Linked DNA regions of Sus scrofa: region 1 is linked to region 2. Evidence: chromatin contacts called from public promoter capture Hi-C data. All regions are on one chromosome and are shown on one strand. The core of a region is the stretch at or near the end of the contact, and the rest is flanking DNA. Distances in the headings are between cores, read along the strand shown.

What was found. Promoter capture Hi-C pulls out the DNA fragments that hold promoters and counts their contacts.
Region 1: a contact with region 2 is called in a promoter capture Hi-C map of fetal liver, with 3 times the contacts expected there. The contact joins the promoter of SFSWAP here to the promoter of EP400 in region 2. A contact is called at or near these places in 1 of 5 promoter capture datasets (fetal liver) and 1 of 2 datasets of contacts at active chromatin or transcription factors (alveolar macrophages).

What each region holds. Positions count from the first base shown.
Region 1 is chr14:23,590,262-23,596,928 of Sscrofa11.1, reverse strand. It overlaps SFSWAP (splicing factor, suppressor of white-apricot homolog), which reads left to right and starts at 2,677. Exons shown (of 18, transcript XM_003132856.4): 1 at 2,677-3,250; 2 at 5,793-5,962; 3 at 6,548-6,667. The coding sequence starts at 3,033.
Region 2 is chr14:23,395,059-23,401,781 of Sscrofa11.1, reverse strand. EP400 (E1A-binding protein p400) reads left to right here and starts at 5,466. Exons shown (of 52, transcript XM_013982740.2): 1 at 5,466-5,917. PUS1 (tRNA pseudouridine synthase A, mitochondrial) reads left to right here. Exons shown (of 6, transcript XM_001928590.5): 6 at 876-1,207. The coding sequence ends at 923.

The DNA.
Region 1 (6,667 bases), core at 1,428-3,927, 200 kb before region 2:
GTGCTGTTTATGAGCCTCTAAATTGATTTTATAACCACTACTAGACTGCAACCCACAGTTCAAAAATCACTGAGCTAGCCCAACACCTGATTCCCCCTCCCCCACCTCCTACTCCTCCCAACAACCAAGCTTCCATGGCTCCCACTGCCCTTAGAAGCAAGTCCACACTCCTCCCCAAAGTCTACATGATTTTGCCCTGCCTGCCTCCCAGGTTTTGTTTTTTTTGTTTTTTTGTTTTTTTGTTTTTGGTTTTCTTAGGGCTGCACCTGCAGTATATGCAAGTTCCCAGGCTAGGGGGTTGAACGGGAGCTGTAGCTGCCGGCCACAGCCACAGCCACAGCGCATCCAAGCTGTGTCTGCGACCTACATTGTAGGTCATAGCAAAGCCAGATTCTTAACCCACTGAGCAAGGCCTGGGATTGAATGGCATCCTCATGGACAGTAGTCAGTGTCACTGCTGAGCCAAAGAAGGAACTGTGCTTTCCAGCCTTAATTCTTGCTACCACTCCCCTCCTCTGCTACTTCTGTGCTCCAGCCACTGAACTGAATCTGACTCCTTGAAAATGCTCTGCTTTATCTCACCCCAGGCCTCTACTTAGAGATCAGCCCACCCTTGGCCTGGCTCCCACCCTCTCCCTGGCTGCTTATATACCCTCTCAGCTGGTCATCTATCCACCAGATTAGACTTACTCCATCCTATATCCTTCCATTGCTATGGTCTAAAAAAACAATTTTGTTTTTCTTTTGGGCCATGCTCATGGCACATGGAAGTTCCCAGGCCAGGGATCAAACTCAAGCCACAGCAGTGACTTGAGCCACTGTAGTGACAATGCCAGATATTGAACCTGCTGTGCCACAGGGGAACCCCCTAGAAACACAGTTGGGGTAGATCACTAGACACCCTGGCATACATAATTAGATTCAAGATCTCCAACAGCCTTCTGAAGCAGAGAATGCTGAACTATCCTCATTTTACAGATGAGAAAACTGAGACTCAGAAAGAGAAGAGGACTGGGAGTTAACTCAGGGCCTTATCCCACTTCCGGAAACCAAGGAAATTGCCAGGTGAGCCTAGCAACCCCAAGATCAGCACATGTTCAGGAGTAACCAAGAGGGGGGCTTATCAAGTAACCAAGGGAGGTACAGCAGATCTCCTCGGTGGAAGACATTTGCCTGGTCATGCTCAGCTCCTGGGCCACTTATTCTACAGATATGGATCAGTATTTGGCCCATTGTGTGCCAGGCTTTTCTAGACACTGGGGATGCTCGGGTGATCCCAACAAAACCCTGCTCCCCTGAAGCTAATCCTAACGAGGGGCTACTCGCAGTGTGTAACAGGGGTGCTGGGGAGTGCTGCAAAGGCAGAGAGAAACAGTGAAGGAAAACTCTATATAGCGTAGACAGCTACAGCCAGTCTGAGTTAACAGCTGGATCTGGATGAAGAGCCTGTCACATGAAAAGCCAGAAGGGTGACCCAGCCAGAGAAATCAGAAGAGGGAAGGCCCCTAGAGAGGAAACCACCTGTGGCTTAATCTTTTAAAACCTATTAACGTTTATTATATACCTTATCTCAGTTCAACCTTACTAGCAGAAAGGCGTGTCATTATTTTATGGAGAAGGAACATGGCCCGCAAAGGCAAATGACTATCTCACCCCCAGAGATTTTGGCCCCAGAGTAGAAATGGAGCTCTGGTCCCTAAGTCAGTGCCTTTGCAAGCTGGCCCCTTGACTGAGGCCGAACTTTGGAGGCTGAGCTAAAAGAGCTGGAAAGCTCCTAATGGAACCGCAGGTGGAAAACCGAGGCCAAGCGTTCCCGTTGTGGCTCAGAGGAAAGGAATCTGACTAGTATCTACGAGGATGCAGGTTCTATCCCTGGCCTCGCTCAGTGGGTTAAGGATCCAGTCTTGCCAAGAGCTGTGGTTTGATTGCAGACGCGGCTCAGATCTGGCGTTGCTGAGGCAGCAGCGTAGGCTGGAGGCTACAGCTCCGATTCCACCCCTGGCATGAGAACCGCCATAAGCTGCAGGTGTGGCCCTAAAAATACAAATAAAAAAAGCAAAAAGAAAATAGAAGAAAACCGACGCCAAAGAGGAACTACCTAGCCAAGTCACCCGGCATCCAACTGACTGGCATCAAAGAACTGGGTCCCCACCACCTCCCCTCAACACTTTTCTCCCATGGGGGTCCCAGGACCCCAAGATCCATCACCACGAGGAGCTTCACGACTTACTAAGCTTTCTGACTTACACTCAGGAAACCTTCCGAGGGAAGCGAGACAGGGAGCGTGACCCCCAGGACCAGGGCTTAGAAAAGCCATGTGACTCATCCCAGGGCCTTGTCGGTGCCCTGGGCTCCAGAGCCCCCGACCCCACGGCCTCCAGCCCCCAGAGCACCCGATCCCATGGTACCCCGGCCCCAGAGCCCCAGACCCCACGGCCTCTGGGCCCCAGAGCCCCCATCCTCACGGCCCCAAGGCCCCAGGGCACCCGAAATAACACCCCCGCCCCAGCGCGCATGGGTCCAGGGCCGGAGCCGGCGGCAGGGAACAGGAAACCTCGCCCAGGAGCGGAGAGTATCCGCCCCACCAAGCCGCTCACGGGTCCTAAACACCCATCCTCCTTCCGCCCAGCGCGGGGACCTGCCCGGTTGCAGGCGGCGCGGAATCCGACGCCGCGCTTTCGCTACCGCTCCGGACGGCCGTCTGAGAAAATCAACACTAAAAACCCGCTCTTCCCTGATAACAACAGCCCCTAACGTGGTGGCGCCTCCGAATGCGAAAGGCTCAAGACAAATATTTTCTAGCGGCGCAAACGGCTCCGGTGAGAGAGCGAATCTGCCGAGTCTGCTCGCCGGAAGTAGGGACGCCCCTCTCCGGAAGTTGCGCTCCCTCCATTTTGTTGCCCGCTATGGCGGCGGTGTCGAGGTTGGGGCCGGGATGCGGCGCTTTTGACTGAGGGGGTAGGCCAGGCGGAGGCATCGGGGATATCGGCGCGGCGCAGAAGACAACCAGCCTGGACGCCGGGGACGCTGTCATGTACGGCGCTAGTGGAGGCCGCGCCAAAACCGAGAGGAAAAGCGGCGTGAAGGAGGAGGCCGGGCCCGGCGGTGCCGGCGGTGGGGGGAACCGAGTGGAGCTGCTGGTCTTCGGCTATGCCTGCAAACTGTTCCGAGATGACGAGCGGGCCCTGGCCCAGGAACAGGGACAGCACCTCATCCCCTGGATGGGGGACCACAAGATCCTCATCGACAGGTCGGTTCCACCCCCCACCCGCCGGTCCTCCCCTTCCCTCGCCCGCTTGATTTCGTCTGATGTTGACTTGATGGCCAGGACTGAAAAGGGGTTTTCTGGAGCCATCGGGGATCTGGGGGACACCCCCCCTCCCCTGTCCCCGCATCCTCCTGGCTTTTGTGGGGGGGGGATGGTGAAACCTGCCCTAAGGCACTGGCTGGAGCTGCGTGCCGCGTCTGTCGCCGGAGGTAACCGTCTCTGCTCCCGCAGCGCCCCGCGACCTCTCACCCTTGTCGCTGGGTTGCAGTTGCCACCCTGGGCAATGGGGGCTGCCCGGGCCCTGGGCCTCTCCTGACCAGGTCTCTGGGCCCTCCGCGCTCCCACAGTTCGGTGTGGTGGGAGGGCAGCCCGAAACGCCGCACGCTGATGCCGCAGTTAGGAACTTCTTGGACCCCAAGAGTTCTATACCCCCAGCGGTCTGTGTGGAGCGCCAGTATTTTGCCGGCTTGACTCCCCCCCATCCCCCGCCCCAGACTCCTCCCCTATCCTGTGTTAATCGGATGAGTTTGACAGATACAGGCTGGAGGTGAAGTTGCCAATCAGTTGGAGGCCAGTTGACTTCGTGCAGACCCTGGCCTTGCTCTTAGAGGTAGCGTTCTTAGGGCTGGTTTCACTGTCTCTTAAAACTGAAGGGTGGACCTGGGATACAGATGTGTTCTTTTCAAATCAAACATGTCTTAGGTAATCACCCTAGAGGGTGTTTAGTCACTTTGGGCAGAGGGGTCCCAAGACTGGGATTTCTAAAGATGTTTGATTTGAAAAGGATGACAGTTACATGATGTAGGTTGTTTGCTCCCCTCCCCTCCCATGTTTTCAGTCCCCCCTCTGTTCCTTCTTGGGAGTTTTGTTTGTTGGTTTGGTTTGTACCGATTTGGCAACTCTACTTCTGGGGCCCGGACTGAAAAGTAACCATGACCAACCATTAAACTGTGGAATAGTCCCTCCGAGTGAAGGAAGCCCATCGTTTGAGACAATTAAAACTGGATTCTGCAGAGCCTTGGAACATGACTGTAGGGATGACCTCTGAGCTGGCCAGAATGGACACAATAATTACCAGACGCCTTTTTCCATGCCCAACGTTTCCATGTGGAGTTAGATCTAGACAAGAAGGACTCGTGGAGGGAGGATTGCCAGCTCAGGTCTGGACCTGAGGGTCCCCACGCCCTGCTCAAGCATGTTGTATCTTTAAACCATGGTTTCGATCAAATGATGTTGCCTGAGTTGTCAGGCAGCTTCCCTCTCCAAAGTGTTACTTCTGGTATTCATTATTAAAGTTTGATAAGTGAGGAAGTCTGAACTTTTGTAGTTTTTCATATCATTCTGTACATAATGTTACATCTTCTAAAACTAGCGGGGAGCAAACGCTGCACATGTACATGTGTAATATTTTAATGATGATCTACATTTGTAAGTTAAGGAGGTTTACGTCAAAGTAGAAATAACTTTCAAATTTAATAAAATGCGGTAACCTGGCTACCCTGAAATTTTCGGCCTTTTTCCTTGTAAATGTCTTTTTCCTTTTCCTTTATTAGTCCTTGGTTCTCATTACAAAAGTCAGCATTTAAAAATTGGGCAGACTTTTGTTTGTCTCTCTCCATTTATTTTTGCAACCCTAAATCTGAGTGTTTTAAGTAAAATTTACTAATTCACTCATTACCTGAGAGTTGCACATTAACAGCATCGTCATGGTCTCTTTTATGATCAAAGCATAGCAGAAAGTGCTCTTTGTAATTTGGCTAAAGTACCTATTGGCCCATGCGAGTACACGTGGATGTGTCTTCATGTATGTTGTATCCTGGGGGCATAGAGTGTAGAAAAAAGTATTCATACTGCATCCGCTAATAGTTTTCGCTCTGTTTCCAGTGAACCTCCTTAAACTGCATGTATATGTCACTGTTCCTATGTATGTGTGTCTCTCTATCACATAACCCAGCACTTATTTCCTCAGCCAAGTGGCTAGGGGGCGAGCCTAGCCAAGATTTTACCTCCAATGGACGCAAGTTTGTTTGGTGAAGATCTCTCCTGAGCGTTCGGGACTAGCAGAAAGAAGCGAGGAAATTTCGACCGTTTGGTTCTTACGGATAGGTATTTATGTATTCGGTTTGTGTGAATGTAAGCTATGATATTTGACTTTTCAGAAAAAAAAATTTCTTTTTTTTTTTTCTTTTTTTTTTTTGGCAAATGGCATTGAATGGTTAACCAAACCATAAACGGTAAGAACTGCCACTGACGTGGATACCATTTATGCTATTAAAGGATTGTTTACCTTTAATTATAAGTTTTATCATATTATAGAAAGGCATTTAGACTTTAAGATAACTTGAGTTTAAAAGTAGGTGAGATGTGACTAGCCAAATTAAATATAAGTCTGAGAAGAGTTTTTATGTTTGTTTCAATATTTTTCTTAACTTTATTTTAATCGGTAAGTATATGTATAAAGCATCACACACAAACCAACCCAGACGTTAATTTCCTTCCATTGACCAGCGTGTTCACATTACAGATATGATGGGCGCGGTCACCTGCATGACCTTTCTGAGTACGATGCTGAGTATTCCACATGGAACAGAGATTACCAGCTCTCTGAAGAGGAGGCACGAATAGAGGCCCTGTGTGATGAAGAGAGGTATTTAGCCTTGCATACGGACTTGCTTGAGGAGGAGGCAAGGCAAGGTACTGCTCAAGAAAAACTTACTTAAGCAACAAACTTTTTAAAAATTTTTAAGTATTTAAAAATTTACTCCCATTCATTTTTTTATACTCACTCTTTCTGATATTATCTTGACAGTACCCAGTGGATTGGAAAAACAGGAGTCTTTGCGTTCTGAGAGGACCTCAGGATAGTTTATATATAGAGCCACAAAGAATTTTCCCAGCTTTTGAGGGCAGACTGGGATTTGAAAAAACAAAAACCAAACTCTTTTAATTGTTCTTCTTTAACAGTATCGTATAAATTAAAATCGATGTTCTTGTCTTTGCCGTAACAATCTTTAATACAGTTCTTAATCCCCAAGTTTCTCAGCAGGAAGAAATATTCCACAAAAGATGTGTATTCTGCTCTCTGTGGTAAACATGTACTGGCAAAAGTACATATTGATAGATGTGAAGTGTGAATTTTTAAAAAGAGTTTTGCCTCACAAAGAGGTTGGAAAAAAAAGTGTGTTGTATGCTTTACTGATAGCTACAACTTTAGAAATGTATATAATTTTCCCCAGTAAACTTCTGCTTTTGTTAACAAAGTTCTCATTTTTATTCAAGAGGAAGAATACAAGCGGTTGAGTGAAGCCCTGGCAGAGGATGGGAGCTATAACGCGGTGGGATTCACTTATGGTAGTGATTACTATGACCCGTCCGAGCCAACAGAGGAAGAGGAACCCT
Region 2 (6,723 bases), core at 4,217-6,716:
CATGGTTCCTAGTCGGGATTCGTTAACCACTGTGCCACGACGGGAACTCCCTGCCACTCTTTAAATGTTGACAGTTATTTTCCCAAGCACTGTGAGGCCAAATGGAGCACATGTACAGATTTGACCTGGGGCCCAAACTTTGTCCCCAGTTTGATTCCCAACCAATAGAGGGTCCTGACCATTTACCATCTCTACATACTGCTGAGGGGCTTCTACTTGTCCAGTTCAGTTTTGCAGTAGCCCAACTTTAAGTCCCCAAGGTCATTGCACCTCAGGGGATTTGAAGGAGCCCAGTGAAGACCCCGTCCCTCTCACCTCTTGTCCCCAGCCCCCAGCTTTCCTATACAAGACAGGTATTTTGTTTGTCTGTTGTCTTTTTAGGGCTGTACCCACGGCATATGGAAGTTCTTAGGCTAGGGGTTGAATTGAAGCTGCAGCTGCCAGCCTATCCACAGCCACAGCAACTCAGGATCCAAGCCGTGTCTGTAACCTACACCAAAGCTCACAGCAGCACTGGATCCTTAACCCACAGAGCGAGGCCAGGAATTGAACCCACGTCCTCATGGATACTAGTCAAGTTCATTACTCCTGAGCCACAATGGGAACTCCTCAAGACAGATTCAACATAGTGGATTCAGCATTGTCATTACAGCAACTGCTGTGTGGGGGTTGCTGCTGTGTGGGGGTTCAGTCCCTGGCTTGGGAATTTCCACATGTTGTGGGTGTGGCCAGGAAAGAAAAAGATGTTCTTGAACCAGTTAAGAGAAAGACAAGGGGTCAGCCTGAGCTCTGGCAGCCTTCTTTACAGGGAGGAAGTACCCACTCCCGGGCAGCATGCTCTCCCACAGCCATTTTCCTGTCTGCTTGCTCTGCAGGACCCCAACCCCTTGGAAGGCAGTGAAGGGGATGGTGATAGTGACTGAGGCCTGGGCCATCCCCAGAGCGTAATGGAATTGGCCCATGACACACGCCAGGACCTGCCAGCCTGCTGTTGGCTGTGTGCCTCACCGAGACCTGAGAGCCTCCGAGTGGCCTCCTAACCTCAGGATCTTGAGACCTGCATCATTTGGAGTTTTCATCACAGGGAGAACCTGCTGGGAATCTATTTTCAGCTCACGCGTTGACTACATACACCTCAGCATGTAAAGACGTTATTTTTTTAAAGAAGCGATTTTCTTATTAAATAAGTACAGACTTTACTTAGTCACTTCTTTTACCTTTTTCTTGCTTGCCCTTCATCGAGAGAGATGAAAGGAGCCCCATGCGCTGTGTTAGCAACAGACGCAGCCCCGCCTTCCTGGGAGCCCTGGGACCGGTCACCTGGCGAGTGCGTGTGCCAGTGGGCAGGGCATCGAGAGGCTCTTGGCAGGATTTGCTGTGAGGCTGTCAAGATGGGGCTCAGTAACCAGGCAAGTGGCACAGACAGGAACAGAACAGGGCAGTGGTCAGGCCAGGGGCAGCGGTTGCCAGTGCTGGAGAACCTAGTCCTCTGTGTGTCCACCTGGCCCTCTTCAGCATGTAGTTTTCATCCTGGTCCATCCATCCATCCTTGGTACTGCCCATGTTCCAGACAAGAGGAATGAGGGCAGGAAAAAGATGCACGTCGTTGAATGTGTCCCTTAGCGAGCTCTCCTGGAAGCATGGACAGCAACTTCTTTCCCTCATTGTGTGACACGTGGTCATGTCTGGAAGGGAGGCAGGGAAACACTTTGTATGAAGTGGTGCACTGCCCAAGAGAAGTGATCTGTTAGCAAGGAAGAGGGGACCAGGTGGTGGGCAGGCAGTCAGCAGGTTGGCTGCAAAAGGTGTGGGAGGGTTTCAAGTGGAGAATTGGTGTGTGTGCTATGCCTACATGGCTACATGTGTGCACATGTAATGTATGTGTGCATATGCTGTGTGGTATGTGCTTACCCATGTGTATACACATGCGATATGTAAGTGGTCTGTGCATGTGTATTTACCATTGTGTAATCGTAGGCAAGATGCATGCATGGGTACAGGTGTGCAAGTGATGCATGCATGCATGTGCTGTGGGGTATGTATGTACCCCTGTGTATGCACATGTAGTGTGCAAGTGCTGTGTGTGTGTGTGTAATTGTTGGTGCTGTGAGTGCATGGGTATGTGTGCATGTGTGATGTATGTTGCACATACGTGTGCACAGCGGAGCCGGACAGATCTCTTCCTAGAGACCACTCCCTTTCAGAGAACAGATGGGGCAGGGTGAGTAGAATCAGGGAGGCACCATGGTGGTGGATAGGCCGAGTGAGGTGTGTCTTTGGGTCAGAGAAACAGTAGTGCCTGCTTCTGCCCAGTGGTCTGGAGCTGGGACAGGAGGGAGGGCTTAAGGCTGACTTGGGCTTTGGATTTGAGAACTTGATGAAATGGATCACGTCAACAGGAGGGGTGATCGGGAACAGGATGAACTTGAAGGAGAAATACTGGGGGTTGGCTTTCAGCATGTTAATTTTACCTGTGATGGGGCTTTTGAAGTCACTTCCCAGGCCAGAAAGTAACCTAAAAACAGATGGCATTGTGGGCTTCTTTCCAGGAAAGGCTCCATGGTCTTGGTTTCAGGGTTAAATCAAGCCGCTCTGTTAGTTCCCAGTTTTGACTCCAGGCAGTCAGTGGGTGACTCAGTTAAGTCACTTTGGAGGATCCATGGGTATGTGATATTTTAAAGTAATACATGTTCTTGGAGAAACAATCAGAGTACACAGAAAAGAAGGTGCCTTCCTTCCCTCATTCCCAGTACCTCTCTATAGGTCCCTCCTCTTACTTTTTTCTTGCAGTTCCTTCCAGAAAGCTTTGTGTATATGATCATGTTTGACCCTTTCCTTACACAAATGGTGGCCTTTCTCAGCATATCTGTCATCACAAAAAGTCTACATCATTCTGTGTACATGGTCCACACTACTCAGCTTGCTGGTGGACATTTGTCCAATATTTTATTTTATGCACTGACTATCCTTATACATCCTTGTCCACATATGTGAGTGTTCCCAGATGCAGGCTTGGTGTTCTAATGGGTTTCTAATGGCTACCTCATTTTGACAGTTCTTGCCCTCCATAGAGGTGGTTCAGAATTGGATCCCTGGAGTTTCCATTGTGGCTCAGCAGTAACAAACACGACTAGTATATACGAGGATGTGAGTTCAATCCCTGACCTCACTCAGTGAGGTTAAGGATCCAGTGTTGCTGTGAGCTGTGGTATTAGTGGTGTAGGATGGTGGCTACAGCCCCAATTTTAAATTTATACTCTGGCCACCATGGGAACTTACATGCTGTGGGTGAGGCACTAAAAAGACAAAAAAATAAAACAAAACAAAAAAAAAAACCACAAACAAAAAAACAAAAACAACCAGAATTGGATCCCTACCAGACAGTGCCTGTTCCCCGACTCTGAAGAACACCAGGGAACAAACCCGACCTTGAGGCCGGCTTTTTACTGGGTTCCTTGCTTCTTCCCCAAGTGTGGAAGCCCACTCAGGAAAATGTTGAGTCAGGGGTCTGCATAGTCAGGGTCTCAGTTGTCGGCAACTGGTGATGACTGGCTGATTTAGACAGAAAGCACTGTATCCCTGAGATGCAGGAAGGCAAGCAAAGCTTGAGCTAGCACCACCTCTCCCTGCCCTCCTGGCTCAGGAGGAGCTCAGTGGCCCTCCATATCAGCTGTCCTGGCCGCCCTGCAGATTCCAATGGCGGCCAGAGTGTAAGATGTGCATAGGAACTAGCCATCCAGGAAGATGGTGGGAAAATCATTTAAGCATTTTTTTTTAATTGAAAAAAAAATGTGGGCATTTTCATTGTGGCGCAACAGGTTAAGAAACTGACATAGTGTTGGTGAGGATGATCCCTGGCCTTGCCCAGTGGGTTAGGAATACACCTGCTGCAAGCTGCCATGTAGGTCCCAGATGCAGCTTGGATCTGGGGTTGCTGTGGCTGAGGCAGGGGCCAACGGTTGCAGCTCTGACTCGACAACCCCTGGGAACTTCCACATGCTGCAGTTGCTGTCATAAAAAAGAAAGAAAATTCTTTTTTGGTCGGGCCCATGGCCCATAGAAGTTCCTGGGCCAGACATTGAACCTGTGCCACAGCAGTGACTCGTGCCACAGCAGTGACTCAAGCCATAGCAGTGACAATGCTGGATCCTTAACCCACTAGACCACCAGGGAACTCCTAGAACTCATCCTTTCAAAGGGCACAATTCAGTGCTTAGTAAATTCACAAAGTTGTGCAACCATCAGCACTACCTCATTTCACCTTTTCATCACCCTCCAAACTGAACCCCCCACATCCACCTACAGTCATGGTGGATGCCTATTCTGTCCATTTTATATAAATGGAGTCATATGATATGCGGCCTTTTGTGCCTGGCTTCTTTCACTTAATGTTTTCTAGGTTCACCTATGTTGCAGCTGTGTCAGTATTTCATTTTCTTTTTTTTTTTTTTTTGGCTGAGTAGTATTCCATTACATGGCTATGCCACATTTTGTTCATTTATTAATTAGCTGATGGATATTTGGGTTGTTTCTATTCCTTGGGTATTATGAATAATGCTGCTAAGAATATTTTCATACATACTTTCAGGTGTGGATACGTGTTTTTAATTATCTTGGGTATAGACTTGGGATGGAATTCCTGGGTGATATGTCAATTCCTAACTCTTGTGGAACTGCCAAAACCATTTTTTCAAATGGTTGTCAATTTAAATCTCCACCAGCAGTGTTTGAGGGTTCTGATTTTGCCACATCCTTGTCAATACTTATTATCTGCCCCCCCCCTTTTTCTCTTTTTACCACCATACCTACAGCATATCTAAGTTCTCAGGATGGGGGTTAAATCAGAGCTGCAGCTGCAGGCCTATGCCACAGCCACAGCAATGCCAGATCCTTAACCTACTGAGCAAGGCCAGGGATCAAACCCACATTCTCACAGAGACAGTGTCAGGTACTTAATCCACTGAGCCATAATGGGAACTCCGTGTTGTATAAGTTTTTTATTCCGGATACAAGTCCCTTAACAGTTTATGATTTGCGAATTTTTCCCCTCATTCTGTGGGTTGTCTTTTCTTCATGCTGTCATTTGGAGAACAAAAGTTTTAAATTTCGATGATGTCCAACATATCTATTTACTCTTTTGTTATTTGGGGTTTTGTTGTCATATCTAAGAAACCACCGCCGAATCCATGATCTTGAAGATTTGCATCTGTTTCCTTTTGAGTGTTTTGTAATTTTAGCACTTACATTGAAGTCTTTCATCCATTTTTAGTTCACTTTTGCATGTACTGTGAGGCTGCGGTCCAGTGCCACTTTGTTCCAGAGGGATGCTTTTCCTCTACCCCCGCCCCTTTCCGCCCCTCCTCCTCAGGTCCCAGCCCTTCTTTCCCCGCCTGCAGGACCCGGCCCAGCACACAGCTCTTCCCACGAGGCCAGCCCACTTTCCCGCCCCTCGCCCCGCCCAGGGCGTCCGCAAGCACCAGAGCCCGCAGCCGACCCTTCCTCCCAGGCTGGCCGGCCCGACCCATCGGGGTTCCGAGCTATCCTCCCGGGCCTACAGCCGGAGCTCAAAAGGCGCTCCGGAGGGGACAGATGGGCACACGCAGCCCGCGCCGTCGCCGCTAGAGCTCCCCTCACGCAACCTGCACTCTCCACAAACCCCGCGCCTGGCCCGCCGCCGGCCCATCGGCCCGCCTCGTCGCCTTGCCTCTCTAGCCTTTCTGGCCGTCTCGACTCCTCCCTCTCATCCGACGTCATGCCGGGCGCCAAAGCGCAGCTGCGGGCGTGCGTTCCTTCCGGCTCGCCGTAGCAGGCGCGCCGCCGCTTCCTCCGCCCAGGTCCCGGATGTTTCGAGCGGAACGGCGCCTCCAGGACCCAGACCCCAGCCCCAGTTCGACGCGGAGGAGCAGGCAGGCCCCGGGTAGGTGTGGGCGCGGCAGGGATGACGAGTCGGGGCTCGTGTGGCCTATGTCCCGGCCTCGGTCCTCCCTGGAGGCTCCGGACAGGGGCACGGGCTCCGGGGAGGGAGGCCCCGCGCGGTGGGCCGTGGGACGGGGCTGGCTCGGCGCGGGGACTGGCCCGTCGTGATGGGTGACGGGGCGGACGGGCGGCGCTGACGGCCCGTTGCTGGCCGGCCGGTTCCTCAGTGGGAGCAGACCGCGGGGCGCTTCGCATTGTTTTTCTTGCGCGAGATTCGAGTCAGCTTTGGGGCGGGTGCTTTCTTTTTATATGTTCCTCGGACTCGACGTTTGAGCCCTTTCACGGGATGGGGATGATGCCGCTTTGCTTCTTCGTGCGGGGTGTTCCCCCGCAGGTGTGGGAAAAGGTGCCCAGGGCAAGTGGCTTGTCCAGCCAGTCAGCCGGAGATCCGCACGGCGCAGCATCGAGCTGCTTAGCGGGGCCTCCAGACTGTTCAGAATCTTCAGCCTGCTGCCCTAGCCCGCTTGACCTCTTCAATGCCAAAGCCGTCTCACCTCTCGGCCTTTGCGCTGCCTGCTCCCTCCTCCCGGAACGCGTTCTCACAGCGTTCTGCAGCCCGCATCTTTGTTTGGACGTCACCTTATCAGAGAAGAATAACATAGCGGGGTGCTGCTAGTGCTTATTTCGGGCGTTATAGAAGAGGTTTATTGTTTTCGTTTATTTGTATGTTCTGGTGAGGTTTTTGTTTCTTTTTTTACGTGATCTGTGTAATAAAATGGCTTTTGTAACTTTTTTACTGGAACCAAT